3 separate regions of the Sus scrofa genome follow, and regions 2 and 3 are each linked to region 1. A link is a contact called in public Hi-C and promoter capture Hi-C data. All regions are on one chromosome and are shown on one strand. Each heading gives the region's core, a stretch centred on a gene start, on an enhancer-like site or on the middle of the called end of the contact. The rest is flanking DNA. Distances are from core to core; before and after follow the strand shown.

What was found. Promoter capture Hi-C pulls out the DNA fragments that hold promoters and counts their contacts. A called contact is a pair of places that touch in the nucleus more often than the background predicts.
Region 2: a Hi-C map of liver shows a contact between it and region 1, with 2.9 times the contacts expected there. The contact joins the promoter of KPNA2 here to the promoter of PITPNC1 in region 1. A contact is called at or near these places in 1 of 5 promoter capture datasets (liver) and 5 of 47 Hi-C or Micro-C datasets (embryonic fibroblasts, heart right ventricle, liver and 2 more).
Region 3: a contact with region 1 is called in a promoter capture Hi-C map of fetal liver, with 3 times the contacts expected there. The contact joins the promoter of C12H17orf58 here to the promoter of PITPNC1 in region 1. A contact is called at or near these places in 3 of 5 promoter capture datasets (fetal liver, fetal skeletal muscle and liver) and 5 of 47 Hi-C or Micro-C datasets (embryonic fibroblasts, heart right ventricle, liver and 2 more).

What each region holds. Positions count from the first base shown.
Region 1 is chr12:13,738,993-13,743,092 of Sscrofa11.1, forward strand. It overlaps PITPNC1 (phosphatidylinositol transfer protein, cytoplasmic 1), which reads left to right and starts at 2,411. Exons shown (of 9, transcript NM_001143722.1): 1 at 2,411-3,120. The coding sequence starts at 3,073. LOC110256161 reads right to left here. Exons shown (of 3, transcript XM_021068117.1): 1 at 3,653-4,100; 2 at 3,251-3,371; 3 at 2,663-3,078. The coding sequence starts at 3,720. The coding sequence ends at 2,755.
Region 2 is chr12:14,283,643-14,287,742 of Sscrofa11.1, forward strand. It overlaps KPNA2 (karyopherin alpha 2 (RAG cohort 1, importin alpha 1)), which reads left to right and starts at 1,670. Exons shown (of 11, transcript NM_001163404.1): 1 at 1,670-1,683; 2 at 3,022-3,123; 3 at 3,273-3,410. The coding sequence starts at 3,049.
Region 3 is chr12:14,259,256-14,263,355 of Sscrofa11.1, forward strand. It overlaps C12H17orf58 (UPF0450 protein C17orf58 homolog), which reads right to left and starts at 2,424. Exons shown (of 3, transcript XM_021068119.1): 1 at 2,298-2,424; 2 at 1,857-2,048; 3 at 1-1,200. The coding sequence starts at 1,959. The coding sequence ends at 1,010. LOC110256159 reads right to left here. Exons shown (of 4, transcript XM_021068075.1): 3 at 2,212-2,834; 4 at 2,043-2,051. The coding sequence ends at 2,043.

The DNA.
Region 1 (4,100 bases), core at 1,161-3,660:
GGCGCCCTTCTCCCTTTGTGTGAATGGGTTATGAATGAATAAGCTCTCTCTTTGCTCTCCCCTCCCCCAAGCGCTGTTGTAGTGAAAACCTTCGGCCCCCAAGTCCTATGCAAATCTTTTAAATCCATCATCTTTTTTTTTTTTTTTCATTCGCTAATTCTGACCATCCCCATTTGTCTCCCTTAGAATTATAGTAATGTAATAACCCCTGGCCTCTGGTATCGTTCATTCCTAACCCAACCGACATACTGCCATCAGAATCACTTTCCAAAAACATAGATTGTCAGCACTCTGCTGCATACTGGTGTCGTGGGGGATGAGGTGGGGGAGGATTCTCTGAAAGCAGTGGCAGCAGCAGAAGGGTCAAGGTAAGAGGAGCCCTTCGACTACCAACAGAACTTTTTTTTCACTTGGCTGGAGTAGGGCTGGAAAAGGGTGGAGGGGCTGTGTGGGAAAGGTGGATTCAGATCCTTGATCCTCCTGCCAAGGAATTTTAACTCACATGGTCGGCCACAGAGAATCACCCAGAGGTTTGGAAGGTGGCAGGATTAGCGTTGTGCTTGAACAAGAGTAATGTGACCAGGCACGTGGACAGAGTGGAGTTCAGTGGAGAAGTCAGCTTAGCAGAGGGGAAAAGGCAGAAACATACATGTGATCATTTTCCCGCTGGCGAGATTCAGAGAAGTAGTGCCTTATGCATAATATTCATCAGCAAGAGACTTAGTTACAGGATCAATGTCAGGAAATGTCTGGGAAGCCAGAAATATGTCCACATATCCTGATGTCCTGAGTGCAAATGCATGTGTGGCTGGCCAGGACATTCCCCTAGCTGCTTCTGGGAAGAGTATTAAGTGCCAGAAGTGAAGCCACCACTCTTGTTTTAGGAAGAAGCAGAAAAAAGAAAAACAGCTTGTGCTTCCTCTGTGTATCACAGGCTTTCATGGGTTATTATTCAGCACTATAGTGTCAGATTTAGATTTTCCACCTCGAGGAATTTGGTTTAGCTTTAATTAGTTGCTGTGAATCTTTCTGAGCCAACTCTGGGAAGCATTTATCTAGAAAATAGTTTTCCCTGGAATATAAGCTAGATATAGGGTTTCATTTTTCTATCAGCCTCTGTATCTTGTTCACACAGTTATAAATTCTCTCCAGCCATCTGGATGATTTTAGCCACAGCCCACCATAGTTATATTGGTTAATTACTTATTACTCATAATTTAAGATACTATATGTTGAGACCATCTGTATGTATCGCCATCCAAAACTCTGTGAGATGCTGCAGGACTTTAGAGCATGGATTTTTTTTTCCGGGAAAAGATGATGCTTGCAGGTTATTCTGCAAAGGGGCAACTGATGCATTTTTCATCCAGCAACTTTTCAGAAAAACAAGCTTAAAAATACCAGACAAATGAAAAACAGACTTCAGCAGTTACATGCAGCTTCCTGAGTAACTGAAGAATGTGCCTCTTGTGGTTAAAATGAGGGATCTGTTTAATATGGATGAAATACCAACACTCCAGGCATTTTCATTGACATTTCACTGTGACTTTTTGAACTTGAGAGTGCTGACAGGAAAACCTATTCTTGCTGCTCTGTGAAGCCTGCAGTCAGACTGCAGAGCAGGGCCAGGAGAGGTAAGAGGTTATGTGTGGCTCACGTTCCCTCTGGTTGTGTCTTTCTGTTGGGACTTCATTTTCACTCACATTGTTGCACTTTCCAGTTTCTGGATTCCTGCTCTGAAACCAGTTAGGAAACCAGGCAAGGGTTTGTTCTGCTCCCAAACCCCATTGCCTCTCCAGCGCCGGACTTGCTTACTGGACCAAAGCGAAAACGCTCTCGGTGGGCATTTGTAAAAACACCCCCCCCAAAACAACACCCCCCCCCTTTTCCTAAAGGGCAAGGAACACGTCTGTACCTTGGACCCAGAAGCTACCCAGGGTTTCCGGGCCGAGCACCGTGGCACCCGGAGCACGTCTGAGAACAGATTCAAAGGGTAAAGAGCCGAAGAGAGCCCCCTTTTCCGATCCATCCCAACGCCGGCCGGGCTCGGCTCTCCGGGGCAGCCCTGCCGTCTGGCAGCAGCCCGGGAGAGACATGCTGTTTTGTTTAAATCCTCCACATTCTTTGCCATTTCCCCATTGGCCGGATGGGGCTACCCTCCCCGCCGCGGCCGCTGCTGATGTCAGCCTCGCTCGCGCTCGCCCCTCCCGCACCCACCTCCCCGGCCGGAGGCACACTGCAGCTCGGCGGCGCCGACTCTCCGGCCCCGGCGAGGTGGCTGCAAACTCGCGGGCACGCAAAGCGCTCGGGGAGCCGAGGGACTCGGGGGAGGGGACGCGCGCGGAAGGCGCCAGCTTCCTCCCGCCCGCCCCTTGCAGCCGCGAGCTGAGGTCGGAGGAACCGGGGCCCCAGCCCAGCAGAGCCGAGCGGCCGCGGCGGCTTCCCTTTTCTCCACCAGCGAGCCCTGGAGTGCCTCGGGGACCGGCCCTAAAAAGAGCAGGAAATCTTGTTTACCGCCCGGGGAGCAGAGCTGATCGAGCCTTTGTCTGGAAAGTCAGCATCTCTGACTGCAATGTGTTCCTGGTGACATTAGCCTTGGGCAGACCGGCCGGAGAAGGGGATCGCCAGGTTCAGATCTGGTTTCAGAGGCGGATCGAGCGGGTGACTTTTGTGCATTCGTTTTAATTTTTGGAAATCTCTCTTTTTTTCCCTCCCTCGCCCGCCGCCGGGCATGCCCTGATCTGGCGCCCGCTCCTACCGACCCGGGCTACCGAATAGAGCGGTTTCCAGCCGGTCTCCCTCCCTCCCCGCCTGACTTTGCAACACCGCGTTCCAGGAGGATCGACCTCGGCAAGGAAGGAGACGGAGGAGCGGTGAACACCCGGACCCGAACCTTGACATGCTCTCGGGCGGTGAGGAGGAAGCCAGGATCTGAGCGCACCGCCGGGGCTGCCTCGCCCGCCGGCTCCGAGCGCGGGGCTCCAGGCGCCCTGCCCTGTGCCTGGGCGGCAGCGCTGTTAGTCTGGGGGCGCCCTCCGCTTCCTGCCTTAGGGGTCCGCGGCCGGCAGGATCATGCTGCTGAAGGAGTACAGGATCTGCATGCCGCTCACCGTGGACGAGGTAACCGCCGCGCCGGGCCCGGCCTCGCCTGCTCCCGGCCCCTCCCGCCCCGGGGTGCCGCGTACCCCCTCACCGCCTCCCCGCCCCCAGGTCCACTGCGGGCGGCGGGGAAACCCTGGTGGAATATTACCTTCCAAAGCGGGAGGTTGGAGGGGGAGGAGGATGAGGAGTTGCTGCTTCCACTTGTCACCCTGGCAAGGAGGGCGGCATTGGGTGGGGCGGCGGACTCCAGGTGGGCTTTTGGGGGGCACCTAGAACCCAGATTGCCGGGGATCAGAATGTGCTAAAGGGATTTGGTCACCCCCTCCCTCCAATTAAGAAGATGAATAAAGCAAAGCCAGAGCGCCAAGCGCGCTCTAGTAGCTGGGGATGGGGGGGCATCCCGTCCTGGCGTGGGGGCCCAGGCTCTGCTCCCGCCCTTCGCTGGAAGGTTGGGGTAAGGGAGAAGACCTTCACCCTTGGGTTCTGGAAGCCCCGGGGCCCGCTGGGGGGCACCTCGGAGCTCTTGGGGAGTCAGTTTGGGCCCGGACACCTTGTCATCGCCGCCACCCTGGGTGCCGCTCCCGCCACGCCCGCGTTTCGAGCTTCCAGACCTGGCATCGACCTTTCTCTAACCGCCTGGCTGGGAAACTTTGTGCGTGTCTTGTTTCTTTGGCCGCGGGGAGAGTGGTATGCGGGAGCCAGGAGCGGAGGGGGCTGCGGTGCGGCCACAGGGGGGCGCTCCAGCACGTGGGTGAGGGCCGGCCCTGGCTCGCGGGTCCAGCGCTGCAGGGCGAGGGGCGGGGGCTTGTCCCGGGCTCGTACTCCACCCGCCGCTCAGGTTCCTTTCTCCCAAGCAGCAAGTTCCATCATTCAGGAAATGATGACTCAGGATTGTTCAGGCCCTGGCTTCCCTTTATTCCCCCCCTCTGCATCCCTACCTTTTTGGTGATTTCACAATTGCTTAGCGTGTGTCCAGGGATAGCGAGGGAGCTGGAAGT
Region 2 (4,100 bases), core at 420-2,919, 540 kb after region 1:
TTTCATGCAAAAGAAAGCCCAATTACACTAACTTAAACAACAAAGGAAGTGATGATATAATTATCACAAAGGATGATATAATTGCAGCCTTCTGAGGTAGGTCAGGATGGTGATCAAAGCTTTCATGGTTTCTCTACAATTGTCTTAACTCAAATTTCTAGAACTCACATCACTCAGTTCGGAACAGAGCCTGCTTTCCCACCTCCAATCATTAAACAAAAAGCATAGGCTTCACAACTGGATGAAATTAGGTCAGATGACTGCCCCTGAGCCATTCATTGTAGCAAAGGGAATGCCTTGCAGTGACTGGTTTACAGGTGAATTCCTTCCACGTTTTCGCATTTGGGCAGATAGGATTATACTGATTGGGTAGGTGAGAGGAGACAACCTCCTGTGATTCCCTTGGCTGCTACACAGTGCATGAAGCTGGCAAAAATGCCTGCAAGAAGAGACGAAGACCATTGTTTGAATTTATAGTAAAAAACACACAAACAACAAAACCAATACAGCTTTTCTTAAAAATACCCTTTTCAGAATACGGAAAAATTATGAAAACAAAGTGGCCTATAACACTGACATTACGAGAACCATCACTGATGCTTTTTTAAAAATTACAAGAAAATGCAAGCATTTTATTCAGAAATGTATAAATTGTAGCATAAGTCATTACTGGAACAACTGACAAAATTTGAACATGGACTATATAATAAATCACATCGAAGTTCAGATGTCTTGAATTTGATGATTGTGGAGTGGTTATATAACAGAATGTCCTTATCCTTCCAAGGTGCAACCCAAAATATTTAGGGATAAAGGGACATGATTTCTCAAACTTACCCTTCAAAAGGTTGAAAAGTATCATGTAAAAGCTATGCATATGGGCCTACTAGTACGTGTGGGTATTTACACAGAGAAAGAAATAGTAAATGTGGCAAATGTTAACACTTGGCAAATATGCATAAAGATTTATAGTTCTTTTGTATTTGAAAATAAAAAATAAGACTGGAGAAACAGATGTAGTAAACCTTTTGTTACCATTACTTGTGCCGTCTATGCAGTCTTTTATGATGCAAGTTAGAAGAAAAAAAAAACTAAACTAAAAAGTGCAGCACAAATCTGCTTTATCCATCCCCTCCTTGGTGGCCCTGCTAACCTTTGGTGGCCTTTTTCTTCTGAGTCCTATCAGAGAAAAAAATACATAGCAATGTATTTCTATATCGAAATTTTAAAAATTATTTGGGGAATCATTTGTGGTTCTCTTAAGGCAGACGCCAAGGGTAACGACCAACCACTGTACACGAGTAAACCCTCGGTAAAGGACCGAGGCTATGGCCAAGGCGGGCTGGAAACTAGCCCTTCGCGCTGCACGCCGGGACCTGAAGGCTGCCGCCTCCGAACTGCGGGGCGCTCTGGGATCGCCCGGCCGCTCCCTCATCTCGCGATGCTATCGTATCTTCTGGGCCCTCTGACCCCTCCCAACGTGTTTTTCAAATCCACCAATGGACGTCTAGCATAAGCTCGAACCAGCCAATCGGAATGCGGAGCCACCGGGAAATTTAAATCGCGCCGGCTGCACGAGCCACACTGTCCTCGCGCTGACCGTGGTGGACGTTTTGAGAGACCCTGAGCCGCAGCCTGAGCGCCCCTGACCGCCTCCTGTGGAAGCCTGAGCCGGCTGTGTAGGTACGAACCTAGGCCGCAGTCCGGCCTGAGTGGCAACGGCTGGCCTGTAGGCCGGGCTCGGCTTGTGGGTGGCGGGAGGGAAGGCCCGGGCTATACGCCTGGCCTAGCTTTGGCTTCTTTGGTTGACGAGGCCTTTGGGGTCGTTCGTTTACGAGACGGGTGTTTGGGGATGCGGGTGCTTGGGTTTTAGGGCCCGAGGCTCTGCAAACCGCCGCAATGGCATTTACTCGAGAATCAGAGTGAGGCCCGAGGGCGAAAGCCCAAGTAGGTTGCCGGGCGCCTCTGGCTCCTCCTCCGTCAGTTCCCGGCTGCTCCTTCCCCGAAATGGGGCGGGGAGGGGGGAGCAGGGGAAGGGACTGGAGATGGAGGTGGCAGTTGGAAGTGCTGTCTCTTAAAACACGTCGGCCCTGGGTTGGTTGTGTCACTATTTCGTAAAAGAACAAAATGAAATTAAAGATAGCCCCCTCCCCCCCTTAGGAGGACTTTTCCTTTTGTGATCTTTTGGGGAGTGCGCTTAAGTAGCCACGTCTGAGTGAAGCACAGCTGGGGATATCAACCTAATTTGGTGCATTCACTCGGAATTCCTCGAAAGTGTGCGAGATGCTGAAGATGAAGAACTGCGTCGCGAGTTTTCAGTGTGGACAGGACATTTTATGAAAGACTCCATAACGTAATGATGAGTCAGATTTTTAACAACTTTCAACTGTGGAGAATGTACCTGTTAGGCCATTTAAAGACAGTGGAGCCTCCAGAGGATCTGAATTTATGGCCCCTAGGACAAAGATTTTACCTATAAGCTCAGTCCCCCTACTCCGAGTTCAGTTAAGTATTTGTAGATCCTCTATAGAGTCTAGAGCCGCTCTGTGCAGTGCGGTAGTCGCCAGACGCAAGTGGCTAGTCTGAATCGAGTTGTGCTGTAAGCTTAAAGTACAGATCTTGAAGAATTGGTAGGAAAAAAGAATGTGAAATATCTCAGTAATTTTTTTGATATTTTAACGTGTGGAAATGAGAATATGTTGGATGTGTTGGGTTAAATATTAAAATTAATTTCATTTGTTTCTTGTTACTTTTTTTAAACAAAATGTGGCTACTAGGAAATTTAAATTTAGGCTGCTTGCTTTATATTTCTGATGGACAGCACTGCTCCAGGAAGTCTCAGCCCTTCGGAGGGGAGGGGCCAAATATCCTTTGGCTAAAACTACATAGTGCTGAAAAAGGAAGTTCCTCTTCCATTACAAAAGTGTGGATTCAATATGTTTTCGATAATTCCCTTGATGCTTACCGTATTGCCAATCAAAATGATAAAAGGGAATTTTTTTTCTCTCCCTCATCTTATAGATACCTCCCTCCCTTTGTCTCATAACCATGTCCACCAATGAGAATGCTAATTCACCAGCTGCCCGCCTTAACAGATTCAAGAACAAGGGGAAAGACAGTACAGTGAGTACTTTCTGTTGCTTTCCTGTGGTATTTTTTAAATGGCAATATATTTGAAGGGGTCAAAACTTTGAAGGAATTTGAAAAAAATGCCATCACTTGGCAACAAAAACTGGTGTAATAGGTGAAATGATATGTAATTTTCTCTCAAGGAAATGAGGCGGCGCCGAATAGAAGTTAATGTGGAGCTGAGGAAAGCTAAGAAGGATGACCAGATGCTGAAAAGGAGAAATGTCAGCTCTTTTCCTGATGACGCTACTTCTCCACTGCAGGAAAACCGCAATAACCAGGTAAGGATATTTCAGCTTGTGATTATGGTAAACCCAGAAAATCAATATGGGTCTTTTCTTAGAAATTTAAATAACATTCCTAGCTTTATAGTCTTAACTATCAAATGTGAAGATCTTTTATTTTTGTGCTCCCAGTCAGTAATTCTAGTGAGCTGTCTTCTTTCCTTCCCACACTTAATAATCTACTAAAGTTGATTCCAAGATTGTCTTTGGCTCTGATCTCCCTTCAAGACTACCTGCATTTCTAGCTGTCAGCTTCGGACCTTGACCTGGTCATTCAAGTGTTAAGTGAAAGTGTGTGCAGGACCAACTTATTTCTACCTTTGTCTTTCTTGATTTTTTTTTTTTTTTTTGCTTTTTAGGGCTGCACCCTTGGCATATGGAATTTCCCAGGCTAGGGGTCGAATTGGAGCTACAGCTGCCAGCCTAACCACACCCATGTGTGACCTACACCACAGCTCATGGCAATGCCAGATTCCTCGACCCACTGAAGGAGGCTAAGAAGGATGAGTCCGCATCCTCATGGGTACTAGTCAGATTTGTTTCTGCTGAGCCACAATGGGAACTCCAGTTTTGTTTTGTTTTTTTTGGCCTTGCCTGTGGCATGTGGAAGTTACTAGGCCAGGGATTGGACCTAAGCCACTGCAGTGACAATGCCAGCTTTTAACCTGCTACAGCAGAAGGCAACTC
Region 3 (4,100 bases), core at 1,174-3,673, 520 kb after region 1:
TCTTCGGAATAAAGTAACGTCTTTGTGGACTCAGGTATAAAATCAATATTAAAGTCAGTGAGTGATTAAATCTTTTCAAGCCAAATGGGAAATGTTTGAAATTCACATGCTTGCAAGCTGTTATTAAATATCAGTTCCAGAGTTTTTGGAGTACGTTTGAGAAATGCTTTTTTTCCCTCAAACTTTTTGGGGTCCGTGAAGCTAAAAAACCAGCTGCATCCAAGATCTGATTTCAAGGCAAGATTTACTGCTTTACAAACACAAACATGATACCTGGTCTTAAGAGAAAAATGACATCAGATACACCCAGAATGTTTGGCACTGAGATAGCTGCCAGTATGGCACAAAACATGATTTTTGAAGCAGGGAGGCATGGAAATAAACTATCTTATATTTTGGTACATCAGGAACATTTGTTTGAACAAACACTTGTTTGCCTGAATTAAGCCCATCAGTCCTCTTTAGGTGTAAAGCTTTAATACTTGTCTTGGGCTGTGACTTGTGTGTTTGATCTAAACGTGATCTGACATGTCCTACGTCTGACTAGTGCACTTACTGTTATGTACAGAATTCAAAATGTGACGGTTTTAGTATAAAATTTGGTTTGATACATGATATAAACTATTCAACAATTGTATATTTAAAACCGAGGAAATGTTTTTGTGAACTATTTCTACTCAAGAATGTATTTAAATTAAAATAATTAACATAAACAACACGAAGCAGTGATCTGTTAACTGGACAGGTCAGTTATCTGGGCTGTGGGAATAACTGGCACTACAGTTGAATAACTTTACCACTGGAGCTCAGAAGCCTACCATTTAAGAAGCATTGTGTAAATAAAAAAGTGACCACTTCAAGATTGGAGTCAGCACTTCACAACTAGTTCATAAAGGAGCCGTGTGCCCTATTCTAAGGGAAAAACCCCATGACGTGATGCTAGGCCTTTCGCGTCTTGTTGCTGAAATCCAAGTCTCTTGAGGAACCAGAAGAGCCAGGCTGGAATGTTTCACATGCATTGGGTGTGAATTGCTCCTTGCACTTGCCCATCCCTTTTTCGGTTAAATCTTTTCACATAGCTGCTGCTGCTCCTGACTAGTCCATCTCCGGGTCGGAGGCGCCCCCTCAGGACCTGAAGCAGAGCTGTAGGTAGCTGCCTTCTTTTATGATAGATGTGGCCCATCACAATATACCTGCTGCCTGGGGGGGGAAAGAAAAAAAAAAAAAAAGCCAACATGTAAATTCATAGTATCTTCAAAAATGCCACGAAACAATGTGAAAATGGAATAAGGACTTTAAGAAACGCCTAAGCTTGAATCTGTTATCTTGCTGCACATGGTGCATCTCAGACATTTATTTAACCCTCAAACAACAGAGACAGCCTAGTGACCTTTATAGAATAATCAGATTACCCAGCCTGTAAACAGCCAACACTAGGAGCAAAGTTCCTAATCACAACATATCAGCAGGACTTTACCGAGCACACCTCTAGAAAGACGTGGCAGTGCGCAGCACCCGCCCCCCAAAAAAGACGCTTCTACACTCAGTTTAAATGGCCCCGTAGGCGTCCCTTCTGGCAACGGTGTTTCATCGTTCCCTTCATTTGTCCACAAACATTTATTGAGTGTCTGCTTTGTGCCAGCCCGTGCAGTTCCCATCTTTAGCCGGTGGCGCGGGAGGAAGGTGTGCGCTGATGGAATTTAAATCCCAGAATTTAAATCCCCGAAATAATACCTGTCGTCTAAATTCTAAGAATACCCCTCTCCCCGTAAAAGGTACTAGGGTGACCGACAGAGACCAGGCTCCGGCATATTCAATGGTGTCATAAATATAAAATGGTCACTTAGTTTCAATACCAGGTTTAAATTCTGGACATGGCTTATTGCAACTGGAGGTGTCCAGGGCTAATATGTGGACTCGGAAGAAAAACCCGTCCGGAGTGATGTACAGGCGGCTCATCTTGTACAGCCCGTCCCGGTCCACCAGCAGAGTCACCAGCCGGATCCCTGTGCCGAGCACGTCCACATCATGCACGATTCCGTTCACTGCTGCTTGCAAAAAACAAAGAGTTTGGAGAAATACAGAGCGCTCCCTTCCTCTTTCTCTCCCCAGAGCGTTTTTAACAAATCGCGAAATAGTCCACACGGCTCTGGGGCCTGCAGGACCGAGCGGGTGGGATTCTCTAGGGTTTGGTTTAGGATCCCGGTGTACAGCCCGACTCCCTCGGCTCGGAAAGGCTCTCCCCGCGGCCGGGGCTCGGCCGTCCGGGCCCGGGAGGAGCGGCGGGCGGGGCTCACCGAACTCGCTGGCGCAGTAGGACTCGCGCACGTCCAGGTCCGCCCCGCAGGCGCGCGCGCAGGGCTCGGCGCCTGGCTCGGCGTCCTCCGTCCGCGGCGGGCGCGGCGGCGGCGGCGCGGGCGCGGGTTCCGGGAGCGGCGCGGCGGCGCGCGGCCGGTTGAGGTAGGCGGGGTCGGCGGGGGCCTCGGCGGCGCGCGCGGGAGCTCGCGCGGCCGGGAGGCGCAGGTGCCGGGAGCGCGCGCGCCGCGGGGAGTCGTCCAGCGCGGGCACGCGGCGCGGTGACGCGCGGTTCTCGGCCTGCGCGAGGCGCGGGCTCGGCGGGTCGGCGGCCGCGCGCGCTGCCTCCCGGAAGCCGGCCCGGTTCTCGGCGGGCGTGGGGGGCTTCCGGCGCCGCAGGTCCGACCAGGCGCGGGGAGCGGCGTCGGCTGCGCGCGGCCGCCGTTGGGTTTCGGGGACCGGCTGCGCCCGGGGCCCCGGTGTCTCTTCAGCGCTCGGGCCGCCGCCGGGGTCGGGCTTCCTGTTGTGGGGCGACGAGGCTGTAGGGAGAGAGGAGCAGAGGCCCGGGAGGGCGTCAGGGGAGGGGAGGAGAGGCCGGGCGGGCAGAGGGGACGGAGGAGGGGACGGGGAGAGGAGGGGGCCGGCGTGGGGGTGGGGGGAGCGTCGAGGGGAAGGGGAGAGGCCGAGACGAGAAGGGAGAGAGGAGGGGAGGAGAGGTGAGGCCGGGGAGGCTGAGAGATGAGGCTGCCGAGGGGGAGAGAAGCCAGTGGGGGGGAGAAGAAAGGGCTCCGGGAGGGGAGGAGATGGGGGACAATGCAAACGTAGCAGACACCTGCGAGAGGCGAGGTGGGGCGGCCAGGAGACTTGCAAGTAAAGGAAAAAGAATGGGAGGGGGAAGAGGAAGGCCCCCCAGCTTCTGAGGAGCACAGGTTTCCTAGGCCCCACAGGAGGACGGAGATGAGGGTCTTGCCCTCTAAGAATGAGGCCAACTAGGAAGAATTTTCTCACCGCATGGGAACATTTCATTTTGTTAAGGAACCTTCGCAAAGCAACGGCTTTTAAAATTACAACCACCTATTTGTTCCAGGACTAAACATAACTGACAACTTTGGTTAAATAACAAACTCTTTTTGCCCTTTCTTTAATGTATATATAAACATCCGCCTTTTTGCTCTGTACAGTTTGTTGAGAAAGTACCAAGAGCAAACCCCAGGGGGAAAGGGCTCATATTACAGGTTCTCCTAATTGTTTAAGCGCCCCTGACAACAGAACTATTTGGTTTTCCCATCCGTGTTTACACTGTCATCTTGGTCTCTGCAGAACCCAGCATTTGTGAGTGGATTTTTATCTGGCTTCTTGGACACCACTTATTAGTAAAACACAGCTTAGAAAGATTTTTAAAGTGTGGCCGGGAGGCAGAGGCCCTTGGTGAAGTATAAAAGCACACACATCACTTACATTGCCCTCCCACCCCCGCCCCCTTGCATGGTGGAGGAAAAGCTCCTAAATGGCATATGGCATGAAAACACATTTTTGAAATTATTAGTGATTTTCCCCAGCTCTGCAGGCAGGTTGGTGAGCAAACTTCAGCCAGCTTAGAAGCTGGGCAGCTTTCCATGCCCAGTTACACAATATCACCTCCCCGTTTGCCTGGGTCCCAGTGCCCTCCAGACGGGCACAAGAGTCCAGCTTTATTTTTCTATTGTTTTAACGGCTGGTTTTTAGCATTTCTCTCCTCTGGCATCGAAGAGCTTGGTCTGTCCATGTGCAGCTCTTGCAACACTTCGTTTAAAGTGATTTATCTT